Regions from separate parts of the Gossypium arboreum genome. Here region 1 is linked to region 2. Evidence: chromatin contacts called from public Hi-C data. All regions are on one chromosome and are shown on one strand. Each heading gives the region's core, a stretch centred on a gene start, on an enhancer-like site or on the middle of the called end of the contact. The rest is flanking DNA. Distances are from core to core; before and after follow the strand shown.

What was found. A called contact is a pair of places that touch in the nucleus more often than the background predicts.
Region 1: a contact with region 2 is called in a Hi-C map of leaf, with 2.9 times the contacts expected there. The contact joins the promoter of LOC108489468 here to the promoter of LOC108487017 in region 2. A contact is called at or near these places in 2 of 5 Hi-C or Micro-C datasets (both in leaf).

What each region holds. Positions count from the first base shown.
Region 1 is chr10:11,522,142-11,527,976 of ASM2569848v2, forward strand. LOC108489468 (ABC transporter I family member 11, chloroplastic) reads left to right here and starts at 3,468. Exons shown (of 16, transcript XR_008272991.1): 1 at 3,468-3,770; 2 at 3,851-3,908; 3 at 4,237-4,316; 4 at 4,534-4,585; 5 at 4,668-4,801; 6 at 5,207-5,321; 7 at 5,463-5,549; 8 at 5,719-5,767.
Region 2 is chr10:11,268,107-11,274,315 of ASM2569848v2, forward strand. LOC108487017 (protein NUCLEAR FUSION DEFECTIVE 4) reads left to right here and starts at 4,089. Exons shown (of 4, transcript XM_053019788.1): 1 at 4,089-4,205; 2 at 4,403-4,809. The coding sequence starts at 4,480.

The sequences.
Region 1 (5,835 bases), core at 2,218-4,717, 250 kb after region 2:
CACTGAGTTTATACTTAGCATACGGTTTGTTTTCTGTGCGTAGGTTAAGTACTTAAAAGTTGATCATCGATTCAGCATCCACAACGATCTCGAACTCAAAACGTGGTGCTGTATATTTCTTTTTGTGTCGACATGTACCTAGGTTATCTAATACTTATCATTTTGTGAAGTGATTGTAAATGATATTATAAGTTGATATTGGTTGGTTATATGTATATGAACATATGCTTTATGTTGAGGCTATCAAATGGTATGTTTTAGTTGAAATTGGTATGAATTTAGAATTGGCTTGAATGATGTTTCATTGGATTGTTTTGGATAATATATGTGAAGTAACCATGTGGGTACATTGGTTAGGTCATTAGGTTGATTATTTTGACATGTTTTAAATGTATTTGATTGTGTTTTGTATTGGTTGAATAAATGGTTTTTGAGTTGCTCGCTGTTCAAGTCTGCAGGGTATGGTAAACTTGATGTTTAAGGTATATTTTGAGTTTACACAGCCAGACACACGGGTGTGTGACTGGACCATGTGAGACACACGGCTAACACATGGTGTGTGATTTGGCCGTGTATCCACTGTAACTTTAAAATTTCAAGCAGAATGCCCAGGTAATTTCAACGAGCAGAGACATGGGAGTATGTCTCATCGTGTGAGGCACACGCCTAGCACACGGGCGTGTGACTGGCCATGTAACCTAAGTCAGAGAGTTACACTGGGTCAAATACGGCCTGAGGCACGGGCATGTCCAATAGCCACACGGGCATGTCCTTTGACCACACGGGCGTGTCCCCTGTACCTAGGAAAAATTTCTAGAGTACCCAGTTTAGTTTCGTTTTTTTTCTAACACATATTTTGGGTCTCGATGGCTCAAAAGAGGGACAATATGATTAAATTATGATGTCTAAATGATTTTTAAATGTTCGTATTTGATCTACAATGTCCGGTAATGCTTCGTAACCCAATTCCGGCGACAGATAAGGGTTAGGGGGTGTTATACATTAAATGTTCACACTTTAATTCAAAATTGACTTTAACTAGGTACATGTCATATAACAAACCAAAAAGAGACTTTAAAAACATTGATGAGTTGAGGATTACAGGTTGGATGCTGGATTCAATGCTCGGGACCTCGAGATGTACCTAAACTTGTGCACGAGAAAACAAATCGTACGCTAAGCAATAAAGCTTAGTGGTATTTTCATGATTCAAATCAAAATAATATAAGTTTCAATCAATTGCATATATTCAACTTCATATCCTAATAACAATCAATTCATATACAATTCATGTTCATCCTCAATCAACATATCAACATATATCTATATATGCTACAAATTACACCAATTCTATCAAATGGATCAACTATACATTACCTAAATTATCAATCTAAGTATCCATATCATACCAATACCATTAATGTCAATAATATTTGCATTCCTACTCAATTTTCAACATTTAATCATATCACATTTCGTTTCTGAATCGAATCAATTCATTTGTTATCTTACCATATCGACCCTCAGGCTCGTTAATCGATTCGTATGGTATTTCACATGCTATCAATAATCAATATTGTTTATAAATACCTATAATTCAACTTTATAACATTTAATCATTTTCCAAATATCAATCAACCAATTCACCATTTATGTTCTCTATTAGCATGACTCAGACTCGAACGGATACACGGATCCCAACCAACATACCAATTTGGCACCCAATGTCTCGTCGGAATGTCTGAAGTAAATAGATTGTGCCCAGTGCTCATCGGTATAACCAAAATAAAAGTTATGCCATGCACTCATCGAAATGTCTGAAGGAAAATATGCCCAGCACTCATCGACATATAGCCGAAGTAATCTATACTCAATCTATCATATGACATGCCAAATATATCCGATTTTGCTCAAATAATTAATAGGGTAAGCAATTATCCAATTCATTATAGAACTAAATTTACATTTCATCGTTTTCAATTCATCAACCAATTCATCATTTCATTACATAACATAACATGATTCAACCCAATTCAAAGGCAATTTCATATTTTCATCAAGTTACACTATTTTCAATTCTATTCAGTTTAGCCATCTATTTCAATAACCAATCTCAATCATAACAATTCAATCCAGGTAATCATTTTCAACTCACCTCAATATCATACTATGCAAAACAGTATAAATATGCAACAACTATAATGATTTGAATCATTGGAATACAAATTGAAAACTCGAGTTCCTTTCCCTTTCAGCGGTCCTACGTCATCTTTATATACGAATAATAATACAAAAATATGCAATATCAAATTCCAGATCAAATTCACATTCAATTACAAAGTTATACATATTTCCAAGACAAGCATAACTTTCAATTTAGACCTTCGAATTAAAATCTAATTTCACATATATTCATTAGGGAACTTCTATTTTCTATTCCTATCAATTTTTTTAACAGTTTTACATTTTATTCAATTTGGTCCATAATATACTAAACTAGCAATTAGACTTTACAATTAAGTCATTTTCTTAAACTAAGCTTAATTTCGATCAATTTAACACCTAAATCTTTAGAACATGGAAACTTTCTAAAACTCTAACAGTTTCACAAATTGGTATTTGAGCTAGTTAAATCAAGCTCCCATGACTTCAAATTTATAAAAACTACAAAAAAAAAAATTACTTAATTGCATTACCTAATTATTGGCTAATTGTTTGAACCCTTAAAGCGTCTTCTTTTCTTTTTTTTTTTGTTTTGGTTCTCATAGCTTGGGGAAGAAGATGACATATTTTCTCTTCCTTTCCACTTTGTTTGTTATTTATATGTTAATTAACCTTTAATTACTTAATTGATTATGTTTAATTAAATAAACCCTTAATTACTTAAATTAATCTACTCCTACCATTAATGTCCAGTATCTCATGGTTGAGCATGGTCTAATTTTTATTTTGGATATTTGGTTAATTCCAATTGAAGTCCCCAAGCCATTTACTAATTAAAAATTCATAACAATTGTATTTGACAATTTAGTTTATGGGTCTTAATTAAACACAATTTCGACTTAATTAACTATCTTAATTTCAATTCATCTAAATATTAACTCTGAAAATATCCTTATTTAATATTTACAGACTCAGTTTATGAAAACGGGATCTAAAACCATATTTTCTGATACCACTGGAAATCAAGCCATTACACATTATCTATTAATGGACATTGAAGGGAAATGTTATAAATATTTTATTATTATAAAATGGATGTCCATGATAAGAACTTTTATATACTTTACAACTCTAAAATTCATTAGTAATAAAAATTTATTTCATTCATATTTTTTAAATATGCATTGTATTGATTAATAAAATTACTTCTCTTTTGATATTTTATGTTTGTTATTCCTTATTATCTTTCTTTTTTATTCTTTATTTTATAACATAATGAAGATTTTTATTTTTGGGCTTGCTGCGGTGGCCCAATGATTGTTTTTGGTAAATTGAGGTGATCCATTAAAATGAGTACTAATTCCACCAAAAATAATACAAAGCCTCATCTACTTTCAGTCCCGCCAAACGCCTGCTGCACCACCGTCGACTGCCGTGTTCCTCCTCTTCCCCTACTCACTCACCTCTCTTCATTTCGATAATCTTAATATTGAATTTCACTTCATTTTCGGACCCAGCATGGCGGCTTTTACTTTCACAGCGTCTTCTTTATTCGGTTCCAGAATTACCGAGCCATTAACCTTAATCTCCTCGAAATCGCCATCCATGTAAGCTTATTAACCAGCAGAACGTCACTAATCCCTATGAATAAAGGAATTTGTTCAAAGAATGTTTTTTTTTTTTTCAGGTTGAACTTCAAAAGAACTCCAGTCATTAAAATCTCATGTGATTACTCTTGCTTGGAAGTAAGTTTTTTCTTTTAATCTTATTTTTATGGTTTTAGGGAATTAATTGTTTCTTTTTGTTGTTTTTACTTCGTCAGTTTTCTTTAGAGTAATAATTTTGATGTTATTATTTTGCACGCACCAAATTGATAATTATAGCGGTAGCTTAAACATGTTTGGGGGATTGCATTTGGTGAATATGACTATTAAATTTGTATTTTATAGCTGTTTTATTTTGCAGATGGATGGTTTTTTTAATGCTATTATTAATGGGGTTTGTTTGTTTTGATTGAATGGTAATATTGAAAGTGATGGACTTTGCTGAAACCTTGCATCTTGTCATTTCAAGGTTAAGGATGTTCATTATCGACCTCCAGGGACTCAGATTAACCTTTTGAATGGAGTTAGCTTTTCACTTCCGGAGAGAAGGTAAATGCTTTATTTGTCAATAATAGAATATTACTATTTTAAAATCAATGTTGAATAGGGAATACTCTTAGGAACATTGGGCAATTTATCAGCTGATCGGATGTAAGCTCTCGAAAAAAAAAAAAAAGAGAATGATCATACAACATTGGAATATCCTGCTGCACCTTCAAAGCTGACTTTTTGTTATGGAGTAAATGGTTTGTGTGAATTGTTGCAGCTTTGGCTTAATTTTTGGACAGAGTGGAAGTGGAAAAACTACGCTCTTGCAGGTCTGCTATATATGTATATGTGGGCTTTTGATCATTCACTTTATATACCTTGTATGTCTCTTATTTTTCTTTCTCCTTTCAGCTACTTGCAGGATTGAGCAAACCAACGTCAGGCTCTATTTTTATTCAGAGATATACAGATGATGGCAAACCAACTCAATCTCCGAAGTCATTGGTTCCAGAAAGAGTTGGTATTGTGTTCCAGTTCCCAGAGAGGTACATCATATCAACTGAAAAATTCTGTTCGTCTTTGTTTGTTTGATTGGATTTTGGATCTCTTTGATAGCTACATTCTTGTAATTTTTTCTTCATGGGTCATCTTTTGCATGTTTGCTGGACTTTTGAGTTTTCTTAAGTAGTTGCTTTTGCAATCTTTCAAAGATGTCTTAGGAACATGCATGTTTATCCTGGTACTGTATCTTGTTGATGAAAACTCTTGCTTCTGTTATTAATGCAATGTTTTATGCCCATTAAGCAAAATGCTTCTTTTTATTTGGTTAATGTTTAACTGGTTTAATACCAATTAGTAGTTTGAACTCTTCTTATATATTGTCAACTTAATTTATTCTCTATCGTTGTTCATGTTCTTACTTCTTGTAAGTTCTATATGTTGCTGGCTAGGTATTTTGTAGCGGACAATGTGCTTGACGAAGTTACATTTGGCTGGCCAAGGCAAAGGGGTGGACCTCAATTGAAGGAGCATCTGGCATTAAATCTCCAAAGAGCGTTTAATTGGGTATGCATGCTCATATCATTTTTTTTATCTACTTGGGGTCATTAAACTTTCCCTCTCACCTATGTACTGCTTTTGGTGGGTATTTGTTCTTAAAGCCTTCATTTTAGCCAAATCTAAGATGAATTCTTTAAATGATGTTAGGTTGGATTGAATGGTATCTCCTTGGATAAAGATCCTCACTCATTAAGTGGTGGTTACAAACGACGGCTTGCTCTTGCAATTCAATTAGTAAGGACCTAGCGAGTTATTTGCAATCTGCAGTACAATTTTTAAACAAGGATATTCATAATGCCAATTCTTTTGTGATTATTTATATCTTGACATGATTTCTGGCCACTAATTATTTTGGTTATAATTCTTTTTCTTGTTGTTCTTTTTCATTGTCTGATGGCTGAAGGCACAAGTCCCTGACTTATTAATATTGGATGAGCCTCTCGCTGGTCTTGGTATGGCATTGCTTTTTCTATTCTGTTTTCTTACATTTTATGTTATCTTCTGTTTATGATATAGTTTA
Region 2 (6,209 bases), core at 2,839-5,338:
GATCAAATGATCTAAAGTGAGAATAACTAGGGGGTCTGGTAGCAACATAAGAGGGTGGTGGTGAGTTGAATATAGGCAATGAACTAGTGTCAACTAGAAATCCCTTTTTAAGAGTAGTTCCTAAAATTCCTTCCACCTATATAGCAATACAGAAAACTTCTACCAAGGATCTTGTGTTAGGAAATGTGTTCATATTGTTGTAAACATGTAATTATTTTCTATGTATTTGAACGATGAATAAATAAATAAAGTTAATTTCACATTTTACTTTTATTTCTCTTGTGTGTTCTATCTTTCATGTTTTGCGTGCATAGAGAAATTGTGACAAGCAAATTTTAGCTTATTGACTGTCTAAGTTCAAACTAATGATAAGTGGCATTATAAGAACGTTTACATTGCGAGAAAGACAACTTACTTCAGTAAATAATCTAAACGAGTCTGTAATCCCATAAAAGAATCAAAATGAGCATTTGATTCAAATAATTAGAAGAATTATTATGTTGTCTACAATTCCAATTGGAGAGATAACTAGTCTAGTTTTGGCTATCGGAGCAGTTGACTTCACGGGTAAAGACATAGATGTATTCATCAGGAAGAATGATACATTAGACTGAACCCAAGATGAATTAATTTAGAATTCATTTGTGAATTAATTCACTTGTGGCGTTCATTGTGTGATTTACCTAAATCCTGAGTTAGTTACTAATCATGTGTATATAACTCATGTGCTTTGATATAAATGGAGGCTTATGCTCTAAAGATGATCGAGCCGATAACCGATATGTTGGGTACATGACTTATGTATGGCATGAGTACTTAACTAGAAACAATGGAACTCATTGTTTGGTTAAAGAGTTAACAATACCCTTTCATTGACATAGTGTGGATTGATAAATACGGAACGTGGCCATGGGTTGCTTGTTCTCGAACGAGCGATTTATTATAGCTATTTGTTGGCAGTGATCATATTATTCATTAAAAAGAGACAATGATGACAATAAGATAAAATAGGATTGTATTGAGTGAACGAATTTAACTCAAATGAATTAAGGATACCATATGAGAGTAACACACATTACGAGGTCATTGGATAAAGCAATTGGATGAATTGCTTTTGTAGAGAGTATACAATAAGAAATTTTCAATCATGTTACTTCTTGTGGACTGACTCCATGATTAAGTAAATTTTAAATTATCGAAACGATACTTCTAGACATAATTGTAATTACTCGGGCCTAATTATATATATCTGATTTGTCCCTCCACTAGCTTAACAAAAGCTCGATCGGATTGCATTTGAATTAGAAAAAAATTCTACGACTTTAAAAATAATTTAATTGAGTCAATTTATTCGATGTGAAATTAAATTAGGCAGTCGTGAGAATTGTTTAACTAGCGAATTTGATTAAAAAATTTTGTTGAAAAATTAATTTGGAAAATCTAAATGGTTTTTGAGAAAATTAGTTTTGATCAAGTAAAAATAAATTAATCAAATTAATTAAAATTAATATGATATTTTTAAAAATTAATTTTCAAGTCAGACAATTGACCCAATGGGTAATTGAACTTAAAAATTAGACCTGGAATCGAAAATTGGGCCCGAGAACTCAAAATCGAGACCGAGACCCAAAAATTGGTCGAACCGATAGTCCAACCGGTGGCAGGACTAGACCATTTGGGTCGTCACTAGGCCCGAACTAAACCAGCAACAGCCGAACCTACTCAAGGTGCCGTAAGGGTGTCGCACTTGCGATGACACCACCGGACACGACGTGTCGGAGGTGGCGACCACAACATTTTGGTGGCTGGCGGTGGTTCTTCAGTGGTTGAGTAATGGAAGAATTACACTCCTACTAGGAGTTTACCAGATAATTTGATTTCAAATTAATTATTCCAAAATTATATTATTTTAATTGTTTTAATATTAAATTAAATTTAAAATTTATCTTGATAGTATTTTATTAATTTAATATTAAAGTGATTAAGTTTAATCATTGTTGAACTCTTTAAACTCTTTCTACGAAAAAATTATTTCAGAAGATTTTTAGAGATATTTTTTTATTTACAACTTGACATAGAAGTTTAGAGAAATTGTAAAATTACCCCACTAGTAATTTTGTGAAAAAAAAATTTATTCGAATGAGCTTGAGGATAACGGAGAAGACTACTCGATCGTAACGTTCTTTTAGACGATTAAAAAATGTACAATTTTAATTAAGTATTTATAACTTTATTTATCACAACCAAGTTCTAGCTTTGGAAAAAAAAATTAAAACTCTGATTTTTTTCTTAAACTTATTTTATGTTGCGTTTTTCAAACACGATTTTCCAACATATTTATTTAAAAAGCTGTCGATATCGGCTTATCTCCAACTTCAAATTGCTAACAAATATACTGAGGGCATATGATTCAGGCAACTACAGCTGTGTTAGGATACTTACAAACGGGTCATGGTAATGCTCGACAGAACCTTGCTGCTTCAAGGTGACCAGCTCAACCATTGAATCCTTGAAGATATACTAGATCCAAAACGCTCCTTCAAGCTGTTTGCGTAGCATGTCCAATCTAGCAGGTGCGGATCTCCAGGCCTCTGTGCATAGAAGTGATACCAGTCCAGTGTTCGACCCTTCGATACAGCATAACAGTCCATACCTTGTCACATTTTGGCACACCCTCAGTTGCAAAATATTGTTGAAGCTCCGACCACCAACCTCTGAAATCGAAACCATCAAATCTAGGGCATTCCAACCTATAAGGACACTCTTGAAGGAAACCAGATCAAGGTACAAGGGTATCGGCACAAGGTTGAGGCATTTCCAAAGGGTCTTTGGGAGTAAATCCAGGAGGTGGCCCTCCCAAGACTCCATTCCCTTTAGCAGCAGCCATCGCACTCGGGGAGGAAAAGTTCCCCAAAAACTACTCAAACAGAGAGCGCATTTCCTGTCGCATATCCTTCTAGAATCCTTGTCATCTAGCTTCCAGCTTAGTCCCCCACTTAGCATCCAGTTGATACAACTCACCCTGAACCTTCATTAAATCCTGCTACAACACAAACACATCCTTCTGCCCTCGTGTGGTAACACCATCCCCAGCCATAGGAACGTTGGAGCTTTGATACCTTGTTATGATCGTAATCGAAAAATAGGAAGGAAGTAGAACTTGGAGAAGCGAGAAATTGAGAGAGAAATTAGTGTGAATAATAGTTTTCATTCCATAACTGACACTGCTATTACACCGATTTTATAGGGATGAAAAGAAATAAAATTGCAACTTTCAAAAGTAGTTAAAATAACAGACTAAAATTATGACCAAACAATGCGTTTCATTAATCCTTGCTCTACGCACCGTTTTACTTAACTCTCCCATACCTACGATTCAGCCCAATCAACTATAACCCAATACTTAAACCCAACAGAGTTTTAGTCCATAACTTCTTTTTTTTTTTTTTTTTTTGTGTGTGTAATGTAAAATTTCAAAGATCCCAATCATATTTTTAATTCAGAAATATTTTCAACATATTTTTCAATCAAATAATTATGTTGTTCGCATGCAACTTTCAATTTAAAACATTTTTATTTAATGTTGACATTATACATAGTACTATATATTTAATTTTTATATAATTTAAATTATGTACAAATAAATTTAAATTAAATAATTAAAAATATGTCTAAAATTCGAGTTCAGTCTTAACATTTTTTTCAAACTTATTTTCGTCAGTATAATTTTTGGGTTAAATATGTTTCAAGTTCCTATACTTTTTTACATTTGAAATTTAGTTCTTTTACTTTTATTTTTAAGAATTTAGTCCCTTAACTTTTAAATGTTAAAATTGATGTCAAATTATTAACATAGTTAAAATTCTTCTATTAAATTCATTAGTACGATATTATAAAATTAAAAAAAAATTACTTGATAATCATATAACAAAAAGTTAACGTTTTAATGAACCTCAATTTAATAAAAAATTTAATAATATTAATAATTGAATTAACATTTTAAAATCCAAAAATACAAAATTAAATTCTCTAAAATATATTAAATTTCAAATATAAATTAAACCCTTGTAAACTTCACAGAGAAATTTGGATTTAGAGGAATAATAACCCACCTTGCCTAATCACAAATGCCTTTAATTATCTTATTGTCTCCTTTATCTCAAGCTACAATAACGTCTGAACGTGTCGGTTGATAAGAAAAGAAAGTAAGAACAAGACAAAGGGAATGATTGAGTTATTTTAATCGAAGGCCTTTTCAATCCATGTGTAAATTTATATTGAAAATCTCTGAAAACCTTTGAAAAAAACTACTAGTCTAGTAATTATTTTTGTTTTAAAAGGAAATAGTTGGTGGTAGTAATAAATTCTATAAACAGCTCTGTTTCTTTAATCTTTTATATAGGCGATCGTCGCCACTTACTAAATCAGCAAACAAGTTCAACCAAGAAAAAGTAGCTCTTCAACGATAGCGATTAGCAAATGGCAAAATTGAAGCTGAAAGCGGGGAGCAGACCGCCATGGGTTGGGTTGGCAGCTGCTTTATGGGTTCAGATATCAGCTGGGAACGCCACCAACTTCACACTCTATTCTTCTGCTCTGAAATCGGTGTCGGGGTTGAGTCAGCAACAGCTCACGTTCTTGGGAGTAGCAAATGATATTGGAGAGAGTGTTGGACTCCTCCCTGGTATTGCCTGTAATCGTTTCCCTCCTTGGACTGTGCTGCTTGTTGGGGTCTTTGCCTGTTTCTTGGGATATGGTGTTATCTGGCTTGATGTTAGCCAAACTATTCATCCTCTGCCTTACTGGGTGGTAAGTCTTCACATCACATGTTTCATGGTTTCAATTCTATGGGTTTAAGTTTTAAATTTAGTTTTATATGACATTAGTCATTGGTTTTTATTTTATTATTTATTATTAGTTATACTGAAATTTGTTCTATTATCAGTTGTCTATCTATTTGCAATTATTGTCTAATTATGTGAATTCTTCTTAATTGGATTGGTTTTACAAATTGCTTTTTGGTTGTTTCTCCATAAGGTTTTCATGAGGACTGTTTAATCATGATGATTCCATTATTTTATTATTATTACTATTATTGGAAATCTTAGTTTAGTTTTTATATGGTGTGATAGAACCAGCTAAAGTGAGATGGGATTGCTATGATATAGGAAAATCATCTGCTTTATATGTTTCCTTTGGAGCTTGTTCAAACACTGTGATGCCCCATGAATGACAACAAATAGATCTAATCTTAATAGCTCACGAAAGACCATGAATCTGTCCACTGTCCTCCACCAGAAGAATTGCTTAATAAAGTTGGGAGAAAAAGTGTTTTATGACCTGCACTTGAATACTTTGAGTAGTAATATGATTTGGTGCTATTTTTCGTGATACCAAGCTCATCAAGTTATGTAATAATGACTTCAAGCAAAATTATATCCCAGTCTGTCTTGCTATATGCAGATCAATTATATCTTTGTGTCTTGATGCTTTAAGCCTGAAGCTTATCTATAAGTAGGCCCTCCTATTACCTGCCTGAAAAAGCAGCCTAGAGATTCTTACCAGTTTACCGTATTGGATTTATGGTTTCTGATTCTGTATTATGCATTTTTAAGTGTCAATGCTTTTCTTTTCCTCATGGTTTACAATATTGGTTGTTGGTGAGGAATGAGTACTTTATTAATGGTAGATAAATTCTCTTCTGAAAGCCTCCTGAAATATCACCAAGTTCTTAATTGTTTTCTTTTAAACATTTAGATTGGTTGGTATTCTGCTTATCTCATGGCCTCAAAAAGTGTTTTTTTTTTTTTGTTCATCCACTAACAAAGGAGAAATCATTCAAAAACTTTTTGTATGTTTTGGGTGGGAGTGGAGGGACAAAGGTACTTACAGGCTTGAGTAAATCTTGGAGAGCAGAATTATGATTACGAGCTTATAGTTTTATGAGTCTTGAGAAGATTATTAGCAATCAGAATCAAGCAACTTGTGTAGTTCTAATCTTAGGCTTTGTTTGGTATAATGAAAAGAAAATTGGAAAGATGGAAAATTGAAAGACTAGAAATAGAAAGAAAAAAATATTTTTTAGTAATTTTTTTCATCTACAGCTGATAGAGTTGAAAAATGAGAAGGAAAAAAAAAAAAAAAAAACCTTTGAAAAATGTATATCTCTATCTCATTTTCTCTCATCATTTCAAATTGAAATGATTTGT